2 separate regions of the Mus musculus genome follow, and region 1 is linked to region 2. Evidence: chromatin contacts called from public HiCAR-type data. All regions are on one chromosome and are shown on one strand. Each heading gives the region's core, a stretch centred on a gene start, on an enhancer-like site or on the middle of the called end of the contact. The rest is flanking DNA. Distances are from core to core; before and after follow the strand shown. Region 1 has its middle 47 kb from the start of Apobec4. Region 2 holds the start of Rgl1 (ral guanine nucleotide dissociation stimulator,-like 1).

The links. HiCAR-type assays count read pairs that join an accessible place to other places.
Region 1: a HiCAR-type map of fibro-adipogenic progenitors shows a contact between it and region 2, with 2.4 times the contacts expected there. The contact joins the enhancer-like site here to the promoter of Rgl1 in region 2. A contact is called at or near these places in 4 of 484 Hi-C or Micro-C datasets (the C10 cell line, embryonic fibroblasts, nephron progenitors and 1 more), 8 of 115 datasets of contacts at active chromatin or transcription factors (the 230-238 cell line, the NIH/3T3 cell line, bone marrow-derived macrophages and 3 more) and 2 of 9 other capture datasets (adipose tissue and embryonic stem cells).

Annotation. Positions count from the first base shown.
Region 1 is chr1:152,701,818-152,704,517 of GRCm38.p6, forward strand. It overlaps a transcript of Rgl1 not described here. Among named protein-coding and RNA genes, the nearest start is that of Apobec4, 47 kb to the right of the region's middle. Within about 2 kb of position 1,299, at least 20 of the 459 cell types and tissues checked have an H3K27ac peak or open chromatin away from gene starts, as enhancers often do. A contact at or near this core is called in adipose tissue, fibro-adipogenic progenitors and heart atrium, where this site is marked.
Region 2 is chr1:152,623,847-152,626,549 of GRCm38.p6, forward strand. It overlaps Rgl1 (ral guanine nucleotide dissociation stimulator,-like 1), which reads right to left and starts at 1,371. Exons shown (of 18, transcript NM_016846.4): 1 at 1,138-1,371; 2 at 1-82. The coding sequence starts at 1,164.

The sequences.
Region 1 (2,700 bases), core at 49-2,548, 78 kb after region 2:
AGATTTGGTGTCTAATGGTCTGCTTCATAGATTGTACCTTCTGCCTAGGTCTTCTCAGAGTGAAGGCAAGAGGGACCTTTCAGGGGCCTTTTTCATAGGGACCGTCACCATTCATAAGGACTCTGCTCTCGGGATTTATTTAGCCCCCAACAACCCCATCTCCAAACGCTATTAGGATTAGGTTTCAATACACAAATTTTGCGAAGTCACAAACATAATCTGAAGCATGTAGAAACCACAGCGAAGAGGAAAATTCACCTCTTACCCTAGGATTAGATAAGACTACAACCAGAACAGTCATTTGAAAAACTCAGTGTGCTAGACTTCTAGTTTTGTCTTGGTTTTGTTTTTTTTTTTTTAAATAAAGGCAAAATTGTTTTTGTTTTGTTTTGTTTTTTCAAAAAAAGGTCCATTACCATCCAGTCACCAAAAGACAACTATGTATGCCACAGATCAGATGAAGTGGCCAATGACAACTGATACAAATTACAGTCTCACAGTTGCTTTGCTCACCAGGATGGACAGCGTGACATTCCTGAAAATCTTTAATACTTTGCAGTGGCAAAACAACCCAATAGAGACTTCTCAGTTTCTTATAAACTCCCATCCTGCTGAGTGTGGTGGCGCACGCCTTTAATCCCAGCACTCGGGAGACAGAGGCAGGTGGATTTCTGAGTTCGAGGACAGCCTGGTCTACAGAGTGAGTTCCAGGACAGCCAGGGCTATACAGAGAAACCCTGTCTCAAAAAAAACTAACTAACTAACTAACTAACTGGATAGATAGATAGATAGATAGATAGATAGATAGATAGATAGATAGATAGATAGATAAACTAACTCCCATCTAAGCCAAGACTACCACAAATATTTCCTCATTTAGGACTAGTATGTTTTAAGAACTGGAACTGAATCTAAATCTACCCTCCTCCCAGCTCCAATTATTCTTGCTGCTGACCAGCCTCGGAAGCACTGAAGGCAGAAATGAACTGAACTCTACGCCCTACCAAGTCAGCTTCCTTATCCCACAAACCAGTCATCCCAGGAAAACATGCTAGCCCCAAGCCTCAGCAACATAAAAGAATATGGTGCACTGATGCTGACAGTGTGAAAGAGCAGGAGTCATTCATTCCTGGTCACATGAATATACTCTCTCGCTCGCTCTCCCTCCCTCTCTCTAGCCCACATGGAGAGTTCTGAAGTCAGAGCATTAAATCACCAGCAGGAGTTATTTCAGCTGAACTAAAAGTGAACCACTTACAACCCAGGGCTCTCCTCTGGCCACTGCCGTCTCCCTCCCCGTTAGAGTTGACAATGGCAGGCTGTCAAGTGACTACATCAGGGTTCCTCCCGCTGTCTTGGGCCTCACACTGCAGCTTTACAAAGATAAAATAATAACTATGTGTCAATCAGGCTGTCTTAAATGAGCTCTGTGTAATATCTGTCAAGGCCCCTCCCAGGCCAGTTCCAGCCAGGAAATCACTAGCGCCCAGGGATGGCTGACAGTTTGGGCAGCACCCCTCACTAGGTTTCCTGGTGAATAGTTCTCTCATTTCCGTGACTCTTTACATTTGGAAAATGCTTTGTGACAATTTTAATTATAAGATTTGGGGTACTTTAATCCCCATAACCTATGTAATAAATCTTATTTTATAAATGAGAAAACATATTCAATACCATGAGGCAGCATTGGTGACTGACTCTGCACTCTGAAGAAGTAAGTGTCATCACAGATCATATCTGGGGGGTCATCAAGGGTATCAACTGTGAAAGCTTTTTGCACCTCCTCTGCAACACCCTCCCATCCTCCAAAGTTTGGCCAACACTGTGGCTCTTGAGAGGACCTGGTGGGTTTATCTGGCACAGCACCCAGGCAAAGCTCAGTGTGCTGCTGAATCGCACTGAGCACAGCAGGTTCCAAACAAAGAGGATACCTCAGATAATCATAACACGATGCAAAATGGATTCCCCTGCACAGCCTGCCACAGGAATTCCTAAAGGTCCCATTCACCGTAATGACTGTGAGTGGGGTTGGGGTACCCAGCCAGAATAGACTGGAACATTCCATTGCTCTCTGAGATGCTTCCCTGTCAGGCTCATATACAACCCCAACACCCACTGAGTGCAGTGGGTGACGGAAGAACGGGAGGGCATCCAGAAACTTCACTGGAGCTGGGAGTGGTTGCAGTCCCAATGGACAAATGTTCAATTAACTATAAATCCAGGGGCAGCTCAGGGGAGACTGATAGATAGCTCTAGAATCTGGACTTCACAGTTTAGGGCCTCTTCCAACTGAAGAGGCTGACTGGAACCAAAGTGGACAGACTGAGGGACTAACCAGAAAGCCGCTCTCTCCACGTGGCACTGTTTGCATTTCCTGGAGTCCAAGGAGACTGTATGAAGAGTAATTCAGCCCTGAGACGTTTCCTGTAAATCTGTCCAGGAGAGCTGACTCAGCAAGAGCCTGTGTGATCAACCTCCAGGAACAAGTGTTTAGGATAAAATCAAAGAAGGCCCCGAGAAGGCACAACTGCAGCCCAGAGGGAGAAGATGTGTGAACACGCCACACAGTGTCAAAGGCCAGGATGGAACTGGAGCCCAGACAAACAGCACCCAGTTAAACCCCTTTCCTGCTAGTCACCCACTTCTCAGATCCTGGGACAAACCAGGAGACAACAGGGATGGGCGAAGAGAAGAGGCGCT
Region 2 (2,703 bases), core at 121-2,620:
CCTGTTGAATCTGGACTCTTTTGAGGGTGACATGGTAAACAGCTCCTTCCTCTACCTCTTCACCCCAGTCCTGAATCGAGCTCTGCCAGGGACAGGATAAAAAGAAAGAAAAAGAGGGTCGTAGTGTGTGTTGTTGTTTTCTTCCCCCTTGGCTAACCACAATCTATCCCAGCTGCTTCCCTGCTTACAAAGGCTCTCCAAGCCTTTGAGTAAATCCTCCAAACAGAGCAACACAGGACACCCTGCAATAGGCAAGGCTGAGATTTTCTTGGCTGGCAGCCTTTTCCTGCGGTATCAGGAGCCTCCGACTTCTCCCTTCTCTGGTCAGTTACTTTTCCTAACCTAGCCACGTATCTTAAATCATCTTTTCAAGTTTTTTTTTTTCCTTCTTAAGGAAACTGTGGTTTAGTCCTGATCAACTCTGTCCACTTAAGTGAAAGGAAAAAATAACTCATTTGCAAAAACAAGAGTTTATACTTCTCAAAGTACACAAACATTTGAGCAATGTCGATGTTAAACTCCCTCAAACAAGTGTTTTAATACCAAGAGCCCTCTTTGGGAAGTGAAGTTGTACCTCTTTTTCTCCTCTTACTATTTTGAAACCCAAAAAAAAGTTATGTGGGGTATGGAAAGTTTTTATTTCCAGAAAGAAAAAAGGAAAAGAAAAGAAAAGAAAAGAAAAGAAAAGAAAAGAAAAGAAAAGCCCCTCTGGCAAGTGCCGAGAAAGCAAAACATCTTCATGCAGCTTCCACTGAAATTTACACAGCGACCCCCTGGATAGCCATGTCGCCAGCTAAACCTCGGATCTGTGTTAAAGGGCTGCCGCTGGGAAGCAGAGCGCGGCGCCGCTCCCCCAGACTGAGTTCTGTCCTTTCCAAGTTCTGCTCTCCTGACACGCATCTGCCTGTCCCAGACACCCCGCAGGCGATGCCTGAGAACACAGGCATCGTTTCTAGGGAGAAGAGGCACAGAGAGGGGAAGGACACAAAGCAGAATGAGAAAGCTCCTCTTAGAGAGTGGGGTCCGGGTGGCTCTGATCAGTTAGACAGTGCTCCAACAACCCGGCCCGAGAAAGCGGGAGATGGGACGAGTCCCCCAGCAGAGAAGCGTCAGGGGAAGGCGGGGAGCTGGCGTTACCATTTTAGCTTGCCAAAGTAATTTCATTCTCAGTTTTCTTTCCGGCACACGGACGCTGCATGGTGCGCCCTGCTCCGAGGCGGTCGGGGCGTCTCTCTGGCCCGGCTCCGGGTCCCCGCGCTTCCCACGCGCCTTGCTGCCCGACTGCCGCCGCCGCCGCCGCGCGCGACCGGGCCACAAAGGAGCGCCGGCCAGCGAGCAGGCAGCCCGGGAGCCCGCGGCAGCAGACTCCTCCCCGCCGCTCCGTGATGTCAGGCTTTCCTGTTTGTGCTTGTGAGCGCACTCTCCCTTTCGGAAGCCCCGCGGATCAAGGGAGCAAGCAATCGTTTCTCCAGCTCAGAGTGGTGGGGAAACGATGCTTTCAAGTAGACCGCTTCATCGGGGTTTCCTGGTGGCCACCAGGTGACAAAATAGAACCATGTGTGCCATGGGACATGTGCGCAGCCTCCGTCTGCTTTACTGAAGGAAACTGTTAGGGATTAGGGATTCTTGTGTGATCTGCTTGCTATTTGGAATTTACAGCAATTAAATCAGAGTCCCCTCGATTTGGGGGGAAGATTTTCATTAGGATAAAGTCAAAAGCTATCTGGGTATCTAAAAACCGTGCCCAGCGGCTCTACCCTGCCCCGCACCTGCAACTGCCTGGACTTGTTCCTACTGCCCACTCTTGTTTGTGGCTTTCTTGCTTTTTTTTTCTTTTTTTTAAACAAAAGGTGGTCCTGGCTAGCCTTGAACACTTAGAACTTTTCTGGCAATCCTCCTGCCTCTGTCTCTTGAGTGCTGAGATTACAGGCATGCATCAACTCCACCACCCAGTCTGATAAGGCTTACTGGCTACTGCTGGTGAGAGCAGAGAGTTTTGCAGGATCTGACAGTTTGTGACAGAGGCCATAAGTGGTCCTAGGGGTTTCTGGAGCCTCTGTGAGTAGCCATGGGGGGTGTGCACTGTGGGGACACAGAGGGATAATCACTGTAGGGAAAGCCTTTCAAAGGACAATGCTGAAAAGAATTTTATCTTAACACAATAGTCTGTGGGGGACAATACATTACACTTTAAAAGATCTAGTTTCAATAAATCAACAGCAAGAGATAGCCCATAGTCAGGTAGCCAAACTGTACCTGTCAGAACTCCACACCAATTACAAAAATGTCATGTTTTACACATGTCAAACTGAAAAGGACCTCCTCCAGATTGCTGTGCTGAGCTTTGGTTAGTACTGAATATACCATGAGCTGAAAAGTTAGGCAATCAGTGCACTGATGTCTCCAGAAGGGCATCAGAAATGACAGAGGCTACACCAAGCAAGCAAAGGATCTCTGCACACTGAAGGATGTCTTCAAGTCAGTCAAACGCTCCTCATAAAGACCCATGCTTCAGGAGTTCAAGACTGTAGAGAGAATGATCTTTTACAACCAAAGTGGATGTTTCTATAATTTAAATATTAAACACACATACACACACACACACACACACACACACACACACACACACACACACATTCCTTCTGCTGTGCTCAGTACTCAGAACAGAGTGTCCCAGGAGCCAGAGGGAAAACATGTGGCGGC